3 separate regions of the Mus musculus genome follow, and regions 2 and 3 are each linked to region 1. The links are chromatin contacts, called in public HiChIP or PLAC-seq maps. All regions are on one chromosome and are shown on one strand. Each heading gives the region's core, a stretch centred on a gene start, on an enhancer-like site or on the middle of the called end of the contact. The rest is flanking DNA. Distances are from core to core; before and after follow the strand shown. Region 1 has its middle 76 kb from the start of Gm34499. Region 2 has its middle 38 kb from the start of Cdkn3. Region 3 has its middle 31 kb from the start of D330046F09Rik.

Evidence for each region. HiChIP or PLAC-seq counts read pairs in DNA pulled down with a chosen protein or histone mark.
Region 2: an H3K27ac HiChIP or PLAC-seq map of vascular smooth muscle cells shows a contact between it and region 1, with 10 times the contacts expected there. The contact joins two enhancer-like sites. A contact is called at or near these places in 5 of 484 Hi-C or Micro-C datasets (the AML12 cell line, Sertoli cells, gonadal supporting cells and 2 more) and 2 of 115 datasets of contacts at active chromatin or transcription factors (fibro-adipogenic progenitors and vascular smooth muscle cells).
Region 3: a contact with region 1 is called in an HNF4G HiChIP or PLAC-seq map of pancreatic cancer cells. The contact joins two enhancer-like sites. A contact is called at or near these places in 5 of 484 Hi-C or Micro-C datasets (the HL-1 cell line, cortical neurons, gonadal supporting cells and 2 more) and 2 of 115 datasets of contacts at active chromatin or transcription factors (fibro-adipogenic progenitors and pancreatic cancer cells).

What each region holds. Positions count from the first base shown.
Region 1 is chr14:46,143,289-46,147,083 of GRCm38.p6, forward strand. No RefSeq gene overlaps it. Among named protein-coding and RNA genes, the nearest start is that of Gm34499, 76 kb to the right of the region's middle. Within about 2 kb of position 1,708, at least 53 of the 459 cell types and tissues checked have an H3K27ac peak or open chromatin away from gene starts, as enhancers often do. A contact at or near this core is called in the HL-1 cell line, fibro-adipogenic progenitors, pancreatic cancer cells and 1 more, where this site is marked.
Region 2 is chr14:46,720,321-46,724,115 of GRCm38.p6, forward strand. No RefSeq gene overlaps it. Among named protein-coding and RNA genes, the nearest start is that of Cdkn3, 38 kb to the right of the region's middle. Within about 2 kb of position 1,896, at least 11 of the 459 cell types and tissues checked have an H3K27ac peak or open chromatin away from gene starts, as enhancers often do. A contact at or near this core is called in vascular smooth muscle cells, where this site is marked.
Region 3 is chr14:46,702,541-46,706,335 of GRCm38.p6, forward strand. No RefSeq gene overlaps it. Among named protein-coding and RNA genes, the nearest start is that of D330046F09Rik, 31 kb to the left of the region's middle. Within about 2 kb of position 1,836, at least 79 of the 459 cell types and tissues checked have an H3K27ac peak or open chromatin away from gene starts, as enhancers often do. A contact at or near this core is called in the HL-1 cell line, fibro-adipogenic progenitors and pancreatic cancer cells, where this site is marked.

The DNA.
Region 1 (3,795 bases), core at 458-2,957:
TACATGCATATATGAACTTCTCAAAGACTAAGTAGACAATTTTAGAGTTAACTGCAGAATAGTCACTACGAGCTCATTTGCATAAAGTCTGTTGTCCATATACCAATCTTTTCTTGGAACAAAAATCACATTGCAATACACAGCATGTACTCAGCCGCAGTGATGGGGGATGTGTATTACTTTAATCTGTAGGATTTTTTTCACTAAGTGTTATGCAACTTTAATATTTGAAGATGAAACTAGGACTGGAAAGATGACTGCCTGGGCAAGGCACCTGTTGGCAAGCATGAGGATCCGAGTTCAGAGTCCTGCTATCCATTATTAAAAAGCGAAGAGACACAAACAAACAAACGAAAACCAGACACTGCTGTGTATCTTTAACCTCAGCACTTAGGGAGCAGAGACCAGGAGGATTCTGGGCGCTCTTGGCCAGCCACTGCAGCTGAAACACTGAGCCCTGGGTTCAGTGAGAAAGCCTGTCTCAAAAATAAGGCAGAGAAGCAACTGTGGACAATATCCTGATATCAATACCCATATATGAACACAGGTATACAACACACACACATACACACACACACACACATACACACACACACACACACACAGAGAGAGAGAGAGAGAGAGAGAGAGAGAGAGAGAGAGAGAGAGAGAGAGACACCATGAAAAAGAAAAAAAGAAAAAGGGGCAAAGGCCATTTTTAGCCCTGGATGGTAGAGAGTTTAAGCCAGGGTGCAGGGAGCAGAGTCTGAAAATGGCTCCTCCCTTGTGATGACAGTGTATTTGGAAGGATCTGAGAGGATGTTTCCAAGGAAACTTAGCAATGAAGTCCCAGACCATCATCTCTGACAAGAAGAAGAAAGGAGGGTGGGGTTTCTGTCTGCCCCATGAGAAGATTAAAAAGAGGAAATGAATTAAATTTTACATTAATAACAAAGTAAACATCTTTGTTTAAAACAACAACATTGTTGCCCCTGCAGCTATTGAGCCTCAGCAGACAGAGCCAGACGAGGGCTGCCCTAACTGCCCAGATAAGACCTTGCCAAGAGTGAAAGTATCAGCAAGAGGAAACGTATGCTAGACTACAACAAAATTAATTTCAGTGAGGGTATCACAGAGAACAAATTATCATGTCTGATAACACAGAGTCCTTGTAAGCCAAAGGACAAAGATAACGCTCAAGTTCAAAGACTTGCCGTTTACTTTGCCTTGAGTGGACTACATTTATTCTGAACACAAGAGGAATAATTAAGGATGTTTCCTGTGCTGTTTCTGATATTAATTAAAGCTCACCAAGGAGACCTGATAGGAGAACAATAGCAATGTAGCCAGTCAGATAGGAGCACAGATTCATTTGTGTTGCTTACTGCATGTCAGCTAAAGAATTTGTCTCCGGGCATATTTGAGAGCCACTTGTTTGTGACTTTGGTTAGAAGACTGTGAAGTAAAGTGCATTTGTTTTGTTGACAATCACTATTCATTTTTCATTCTACGGAAAGGAGACAAAGGGAAGCCCAAATGCAGAGGGACACAGCTCGTGGCCAGGTCCTTTGGCAGTAGCCAGTGGTTTGTGACGATCTGATTACCATTGTTTGGCCACTCACATGTGATTGCTTTTTATTTTGGATGTATTCGGGAAGAATGTGGGGTTGACAAAGCACTCAGGAATGAAGGTTTCGGCTCTGTGTTCTCACTCCCAGCTATGACTCATCTCTCTAATGAGGTTTGAGGGCAACTGTGTAACGCCTGTGTCTCAGTGTTTCATCTATAAAATGGGAATGGTAAGCACCACATGAACTACCAGGGGATTTTTGAAGTTACCTAATGAGTGTGAAGGTATTTCAAAACAAATAAGGCAATAAGGACATATATATGTATTGTAATCTTTTTATCTCATTCTGAAAGTTTTTTTGTTGTTGTTGTACAAAACAATGGATTTCATCACGGTATTTTTATACAAATATTTCTTGTCAATAAAGGTTGACAAATGATTTATTTTTAAGGAAGGAAAACATCTCTTGGGAATGAGCTTTCACAATACAATAAATCTCATTTCTCTTGGGTGGTCTTAAAAGACCTGAAGCTAAGTGCTGGGACAGGACAATCTTTCCAGGTTCCATCAGGTTCTCTGACTTCATCACGCCGTGCAGATCTGCTCAAATGTGCACACTGTTCGTTCTCATGTTCAAACAGCAGCAAAGTACCACAGTTCCTGTGCATTTTAGAAATTGGACAGCACTCCTGAATGCTGACTAATGTTTTAAATTGCAACTACTACAGTTCTTTCAAACCTCAAGGAATGTTCATAAATCTTAATCTCAATTAATTTTAGCAAAGCAGTGCCAGGGTCATGTTTCAATTAAAATTTGACCGAAGCCCATAGTCCTTGGGAAGGCAACATAAAGGAACTGCTTTCAAACACTGCAGCGGGAGAGGAGAGCAACGACAATTGAACGTTTGTACAAGTGATCTAATAAGCATATGGATGGGTACGGAGGCCAAAGCTGGCTGCCAGTTCTGCAGCTAATATTTCTAGAAGTCAGCATATGCTGATCACTGTGTTCCTGAAAACGGTTTCAGAAAGTGAAAACAAATGATGGTTCTCTGGCTTTTGATTGGCTATGTGAGCAGCACTTCGAGATCACCCTGAACTGGGAGGAAAGCAAGAAGCTTATCTATAGCTGTATGGGATTGGAGTGAATGCTGGGACTCGACGTCATCACTTTCTGAGTGACTAGCTCTCCAACCTTAAAAAATGAAAATGATCCTTCGATTGTGTATCAATTGCACACATATCCGGGGAGATGAAAACATGGGATTTTGTGTGATATTTCCTAGTGAAAGCTGGAAGAAGTATGATTTTTCTTCACTTCAGGAAACTAAAGCCTCTGGGGATTTCTCAGTGTTTAATTTGGACAAAGTCTGTGAAAGCGTTCAGTATTTACCCTGGTGCCACGTGAAGTGTGTGCTTTGGGCCTGAGTTGTCATTTCGGACTGAAATGTGAGTTTCCATTTGAAAAGATGTAGCTTTGACTAGGAATAAACTGTCACAGGCTGCTGAGGAGATGCCTGGAACTCTCAAATTAGCATCTTTCTAGATGGCCTCTTTCAAGACCACAATGCTTGGAGGAGGTGCAAAAATTGGAAAATTAAGACTTGCCCTAAATAAAAGGGTTGTGCTACATCTGGAGAAGCCATTGCTTTCTTTTGTTTTGAGAGACCTGATTGGAGGCTTCATGTATTTACTGAGCTACTGTGTGTGCTCTGGTGTGAGGTCGTCTCTAACCAGGAGCCCCAGTAGAGAGCAATAGCGGCTCTGAGGGCAGGTGGAGGAAGATGGTGTTTAGTAATTCCACTTCTTCAGCTGTTCTCAAGAGTGTCTCAAAAGAAAGGGAAGTCTCTTTCTTTTTCTAGGGTCTTGGTTAGGGTTTTCATTGCTGTGAAGAAACGCCATGACCATGGCAACTCTTATAAAGAAAAAAACATTTTAATGGGTCTGGCTTGCAGTTCAGAGGTTTAGTCCATTATTGTCATGGCAAGAAGCATGGCAGGCATGGTGCTGGAGAGGCGGCTGAGAGTTCCACATCTGAATGTGAAGTGGACAGGAAGAGAGAGTAAGCCACTAAGCCTGACTTGGGCATCTTAGACCTCAAAGCCCCCAGTAACACACACCCTCTAACAAGGCCACACCTCCTCCAACAAGGCCACACCTCCTAATAGTGCCACTCCTTTATGAGCCTATGGGAAACATTTTCACTCAAACCACCACATGGGGTATGTGGGTTTTTTTGTTTTGTT
Region 2 (3,795 bases), core at 646-3,145, 580 kb after region 1:
TTGTCCTCCTAGCAACCCATTCCAGGTCCTGGGCAACTAGGCTGGCACACTGAGTCCTGACTTTGATGGTTAATTTGGATTCTCCTTGGCTGGGCCACAAAACCCAGACCCAGAGTCAAACACAATTCCAGATAGCTGTTCCAGAAAGCATTCGGGAAGGAGATTTGTACCCAAAGTTGTGGAGTTTGAATCAAGCCAATGGGCTTCTGTGACCTAAGTGGCCCTGTCCGATCGGAATGGGAAGTCTGCATAGAACAAAAGGCTGGCCTCTCTTCACTGGAGGAACTCTGCATCCTAGGTCCTTCAGACATGAGAGGCAGCCCTGGCTCTCCCCCTGTCTCCAGTGGGACAACTCAGGAGGTCTGGATTCCCCAGCCTCCATGATGTGTGAACCAATGCCTTACAATTCATCTCCATTTATCTACGTGCCCATTCTCCTCGTTCTGACCCTGGGGGGTGGGGGTGGGGGGAGCTTGATTAAAACACATGCCTAAGCTGTGAAGAGTACATTCTCCTGGGGTCGACCTCCTTCCAAGACCCACTTGCTTGAGAAACATGAAGGTACAATCAGATGGGAGTTCTTCCCAACATCACCCAGTCACTCCACTTCCAAGGACACCCTGGTGGTCACTTCCCCTGTATAACAAAATAAAAAATAAAATAAAAAAAAACCCTTCTTTGCCGGTTTATTCATCAAAATAAAGTGACTTCATTGTTTGGGGCCTCTGGGAAGAGCAACGCACTGTGGCAAGAGCCATGGTCAAGCAAGCAGCTTCTATCAGGAAATGAGAAGCACACAGGAAGAGGTCGGCTTGGCCAGGGAGAGACTCCTGTGGGTAAGGACACTTGGCCTCAAGCCTGATGACCTGACTCTGACTCCTGGGACCCATATGACAAGAAAACTGACTCCAGCAGGTTGTCTTCTGACACACACATACAGAGAGAGAGAGAGAGAGAGAGAGAGAGAGAGAGAGAGAATAACTTTAAGAGACCTGACCAGGTATGGTGGTTTGTATATTCTTGGACCAGGGAGTGGCACCATTTGGAGGTGTGGCCTTGTTGGTATAGGTGTGATCTGGTTGGAATAGGTGTGTCACTGTGGGTGTGGGCTTAAGACTCTCACCCCAGTTGCCTGGAAGTCAGTCTTTCACTAGCAGCCTTTGGATGAAGACATAGAACTCTCAGTTCCGCCTGTGCCATGCCTGCCTGGATGCTGCCATCCTCCAGTGGTGATAATGGACTGAACCTCTGAACCTGTAAGCCAGCCCCAATTAAATGTTGTTTATATAAGACTTGCCTTGGTCATGGTGTCTGTTCACAGCAGTAAAACCCTAACTAAGACACCACGGTTCTATATTATCTTCAAAAGTACATCCTCAATGAGATATACTTCTCAGGGCTGGAGAGATGGCTCAGTGGCTAAGAACACGGACTGCTCTTCCTAAGGTCCTGTGTTCAAATCCCAGCAACCACATGGTGGCTCACAACCATCCGTAATGAGATCTGATGGCCTCTTCTGGAATGTCTGAAGATAGCTACAGTGTAGTTACATGTATAATAAATAAATAAATCTTTTAAAAAATCAAAAACAAAAGAAATGAAAAAAATCAACAACAAAAAAAAGGAATCTGAAAAAAAAAATAAAGAGAGATGTACTTCTCAATGAGAAAGGCTAAAGCAGAGGACAAAATTAGATCCACTAGGACCGGGGTAGGTGCAGGAGAAGTGGGAATTGCATTCTCAATGGAGGCTCTTAGGGAAGGAATGCCTACTTCCTTCCCTGTTTTTGAATGACTCCTTACAGCTCCCAGCATGCAAGTCATTGCCACCAAGAGCTTAAAGACTTAGACCCTTGTTCCTGAAGGTCCCATCACCTCCCACTAGTGCCACCCAGAGGCCAAGTCTCTAACCCAGGGATATCTGGACCTCTGGTGGACACTTTACCCAGTGCACAGCAGCTGTGGGGATAGGAACATACTTCTTTGTTTATGATGCCATTGTGAGCCATTTTAGTAGGAGCGATAATGCGGCTGCAGATGTCATGTGTAAACATTGCATCGTGGCTTTGTGCTCGTGTGTGAGTGAGTCTGAGAGGCTGCACGGGAGCAGCGGTTGAGAGTAAGGCTGGCCTGTCAGCACCCCAGTCAAACCGCTGAGTCAAATCCACCAACCCCCTACATTTGATGTCTGTAAAAATGGATGCAATCATAGAAACGATCAGAGGGTCTACCAGACCCTGTGGAGAGACGCAAGTGGGGCTCGCGTTATGCCTGGGAGTGAGGCTTCTCTGAGAATCCTGTTTCTACTTACTGCTGCGTCCTAACCCAGCCCTCAAAGAGTCTTCTGGAAACGTGTACAACGCTTTGCACTTAGCCTCTGTGGGTTGCAAGTAAATAGCAGAAACATCTTAGGGGAGACCTGAGTCCCAGGGAGCTGGCAGTGCAGTGGAGGGGAAGATGTTCTCTTGGTGGACTGAAGCAGGGACCTCAGGCCCCACCTACAGACTGGTCTCTTCTACAGTAGCTCCCCAGTGGTCACGTCCCTCGCTGATTACTTCCTTATGTTACAAGGCCCTCGAATTTTATTGCCAGGCAGGCTGTGAGGGAACTCCACATGTTACTCATGGATTCAGAGAAAAAGTGATACATAAATGCCCACTCCAGAAAAATATCAAACTTTGTTTCTGGCCTGAAGAACTAAAGAGAAGAGAGGATGCATTGTGGTGAGCAGGTAAACGCAGAAACAGGACATAGCTCTGGGCGTGATGGACTAGGAAGAATGGCGGAGGGGAATGGCTTCTCTGTCAACTTTTACAACTACTTGTTTCTATGGTGGAGGGCAGTGGATCCTTGCATGCCCCAGTGCACACACGGAGAAGGGAGGAGAGCTTGCAGAAGGTCAAGCTCTCTCCTTCTACTGTGTGCATCCCAGAAAGTCACCAGGCCCCTTGGCAATTGTCTTCACTGGTCGTCTTACCACCCACGAGTGACTTCTTAATGCCATGGGGTTACTTCAGAGGGTTGGCGATGGTTTGCAATACTGTCAATAAGCTAATTAAGTTAGACATTTTCAAATGGTGGGTTTCATGATATGTGAAATTATACCATAATTTGATTTTTTTGTTAATTAAAAATGTCTGGCTGTGGAGAAACCTATTCAGATGGGATAGACAAAAAAGAAAAGGAAAAAAAGAGAGAGAGAGAGAGAAAGAGGCCAGCTCTTCTGAGAGGCTTCTCTGATACTGAAGACTAAGGGACCAAAGGGAGCCAGCCAGCCCAGGAAGGTGCAAGGGAGCTGAAGGGAGCCAGTGCTGGGCAGGGCAGATTTGCTGTTCCTCACTTGTCTCCAACAGGAAGGGAGAGGGGGTGAGGTTAAAGCAGAGGAAGAAAGCAGGTCCCCTAAGACCCTGGGAGGTGCAGGAGAAGTGGGAAATGCATTTTCAATGGAGGCTCTCAGGGAAGGAATGACTGCTTCCTTCTGCCATTTTTGAATGACCCCTTGCAGCTCCCAGCGTGCAAGTCATTGCCACCAAGGGCAAGGCAAGAGATTCCAGAGAGCTCGTTCTAGCAGCTCAGCTTTCCCACTTTGAACAGAACTGTAACCAAAGGTTACAAATTACAAGATAACTTTGTTACTAGGGAACAAGCAATCTGCAACAATGAGTTTCTTGTCTGTCTGTAAAGGGGTACAGGATCTCCTAACTACAGAGTAAGAAAAAGGGTTTCTGGCTTCTTGTCTGGGGCCAGCGGCTATGCTATTATTAAAACAGGAGTGCCCTCTAAAGGTAAAAGTCTA
Region 3 (3,795 bases), core at 586-3,085, 560 kb after region 1:
TATATCCAGCCTTACATATCTGTGTAGTATAAGAACAATAACAACCAATAATAACAACCACAATGATAATAATAATAATAATAACAACAACAACAGGATATAAGCTGACCCTGGAATGCAGGAAGACAAAAGTGTCCCCTTAAGGGGGTTCTGCCTTTCTCTGAGAGGCAGAGCTTCTCACATGCCTCTACCTAACATGCCTCTCCTACCGTGAGGAGCAGTGGGACAGGGAGAATAAATTAGGTTTGCCTGGAGAGTGACCCTCAAATACAGAAAAGCGCCATGGCTCAGAGTAACAGCACAGAAAGCCTGAAAGTCTCCAGAGATTAAAACAGGGGGGGGGGGGGGCTGAGGTCAGATTGGAGTCTGAGTGGCACTTTCCTTTCGAGCTGCGACCTCTAGCGCTACTCTTGAGAATTACAGCTCTCCCTTTTCCCGAGGGGGCGCACTCTCTCCTGGTTCTAAGCCACACTGCAACCCTACCAGCCTGGGCATGCTCTCCCAGGGGAAAGCCAGAGAGCTGGCCTCTGGATCCCGAAGCAGGCACACCACCAGCCTCTTCCGAAGATTCGATCTGGGAGTCAAGCACACCGGACGCCTGAGATTTCACCATAGACCGATGGGACTGAAAAAAGTGCTGGCCCTGGCTTTCCATTCTTTGATCACCCCTACTGGCCAAGGGAGGCTCCTGCTGTGGGCACCTGATTGCTTCCCTTGTAGGGTCTGCTATGCTTAGGGCCACCCAGCTCCCCCAACAAGAATCAGAACACCCTGAAACAGGTGTCCGCTCTGTCAGAATCCTCCACCTGGTGGACGCGGCCAGAAAGTGCTTGCCCTGCAAGCGTGAGACCCTGCTGCTGTGTTCAGTCTCTAGTACCCACACAAAGGTGAAGAAAGGCTGGGATGGCCGTGAGTGCGGGAAAGGTGGACTTCTGTGGCTCACTGGCTGGTCAACCAGCCTACTTGACAAGTTCCAGGCCAGTGAAAGAACCTGTCTTGAAGAGGAAAAAAGAAAGGAGGGGACAGCACCTGAGGGTGTCCCCGCCCACCATACGCAATGTGTGGCCACATTAATATACACACTCCAAGAAAAAAAAATGTGACAGGCACAGTGACGTCCTGATACACTGGCCTCTCTCTCTCTCTCTCTCTCTCTCTCTCTCTCTCTCTCTCTCTCTCTCTCTCTCTTTGTTTTTTTGTTTGGTTGTTGTTGTTGTTGTTGTTGTTTCGAGACAGGGTTTCTCTGTATAGCCCTGGCTGTCCTGGAACTCACTCTGTAGACCAGGCTGGCCTCGAACTCAGAAATCCGCCTGCCTCTGCCTCCCCAGTGCTGGGACTAAGGGTTTGCACCACCACGCCCAGCTCATACAGTCCGACTGGTTTGGACCATATACTAAAATTCCAGAGACCGAAAAATGCACAACTGTCCAAAGCTGTCTTTCTACCCAGAAAAACGTACTTCCAAGAAAAGAGGAGAAAGCAAGAGAAACGTAGTTACGTGTCTTGTATTGATATTAACCAAAGTCAGTCTACTTCTGCTCGAAGGGAAGTGGGCCACAGAAAACCTTCATTTCACTCCCAACAGTTGAGGCTGATCAGCAGGCAGATTGAAAATTGAAGACCAGCCTGGATGTGGGGGTCAGGGAGCAGGCTGGAGTGGGGGGCTGGGGGGGGTGTACTCCTAGAAAAGAGACTCAAATGTTTAGAGATGAACACACAGCTGATCTCCAGCCCCAGTGCAGACACTGACCACAGACGTGGTACTTTCTGAGAGACCAGAAGCTCCAGGAGGATCTGACACAGGAGCTTGGCTAGGGAGCCTTTGCGCTTGCGCAAACTCTGTTGTTTAAATAGTGTCTCTTAGTCACCACTCCTGCGCTGGGTGCCAGGATTTAACAGCCCAGTGCGATCCTATCGCAAATTTCCTGGCCCTCCTCACTTTACCTCCGAAACCTGTTTTGGTGACTGATGCAGCCTTATCGGCCCCTTCTACCCTTCCGATTGTGGATCGGATCTCCTGCCCAGCATTCCTGTCTTCAGACTGGCTGGCTGGAGGCATTTCCCTTCCCTGCTCAACAAACTTGTTTTCTGGAGCCTGGAGGACAGGAGTGGGGGCAGGGAGGAGGAAGAGTAAGCTTTGTTGGTTTGTTTCTAACACAGGCTAAGATCATTGCTTTCTGGGAAGTTTCTAGATGTTTCTGGGTATCAAACTGTTTGTTTTCCAAGGTGAGTGTCCCGAAGTTAAGGTAATGTCAGCTGAATTATACAAAACAACTCTACCTCCCTAGAGAGAGCAGCCACCAAGAGAAACACGGTCCTTGCCTTTGAGCTTGTTGAGTAGGCAGGAAAGACAGCAGAAGTCTGCCAAACACACTTTGTTCTGTTTTCTTCAATTTCCCCCCCATCCAAAGCTTACTGGTTATGAAATATTAACCAGTAAGGTTATATAGTTTCCCCTTTAATCTCAGAAGCCAATTTCTGAGAACTACATTTTTTTTCTTGTGGTGGTGGTCTCAAACTTGTGACCCTCCCGTGCCAGCCTCCTGAATCATTCACCGCATCTCTCTACTCCACGTCACGGTAATCACAGTTATAAGGGGGTATAAATTAGGGGTATAAGACGCTGAGACATGGCGTTTCCTCTAGGCAAAACTAATCTGACACATATACCAGATTTACCTGGAGGATTCTATCCCCGCTCTCCTCGGCAAGCAATTAAAACTCTGTTCTTCCACAGTCTGTAAAAACAGACTTGTAAGCAAGTGCAGATTCAGATCGCTGGATCACAATGGAGTCGATCCACAGATACATAACATCTAATAAAAAAAAAAAGTGACTACAGACCCTAAAGGACATGCACCTCCCCTGTTTGTTTAGTGGTTTGCTCCTCTTATCAGGAAAAAGAAAAAAAAGGCGTGTGAAGAATTTTGAGAGTTGAAAGATACTTGTGGGGGTGGTCTGTGGTGTGTGGTGTGTGTGTGTGTGTGTGTGTGTGTGTGTGTGTGTGTGTGTGTGTGTGTGTGTGTATACAAGCTTGCCAAGCAGGCTTCTTGCAGAATTCACTTACCAAGAGTGTAGCCTGTTGTTGTGGAATCTGGGAGGCACACACTCTGATAACTGCTCCCTCAAGAACCCCAGCCGTTACCATGTGTGAAGATGGTGAGCAACCGTTCTCATTCCCCAAGGCATGAGCCCCACGGCACCAGCAAGGAATCCCTCTCCCCGTCCGCCATGTTCATACAGCATCAACAGAAGGAGTTCCCCAGGTTGGGAAGGAACAGGACTTTGGGTCTGTGGGAAAATGGCTCTAAGGAATCACTACAAGTTTCTTCCCCTACATTTGTTTTATGCCCTATGCGCCAGGTGCCTGCAGCATCTTCCCACTTGTAGACTAAATACACCCTTTGTATAGTGTGTCTAAGCGCCCCATCCCCAGCGATGAGCAGCTTCAAACCCTCCCAACTTTAAGGAATATGATGGCCTTGGGATGCCATACAAGTTACTCCAATGAGAAAGATCAACCGTCAACGATCCTATCAAAAATCAATGAACTTCAAAATGCATAACACAGGTAAGGTTCACAGCATACCCCTCTCTTTGGGCAACACAGAGCTACTGGAAGCCCTTTTAACTAGATGTTCATATAGAAGAGAAGCATCTTACTCCATGACAAAAACAAAAAATTACAGCCCTTGACTGTTCTCAATCATCCCACTCTCAAAACACAAAATGCCCTTGGGCCAGTGCTCTTTAACTCCGCTGTTATTCTTTTTCGTTTGTCTTCTTTTAATTAGA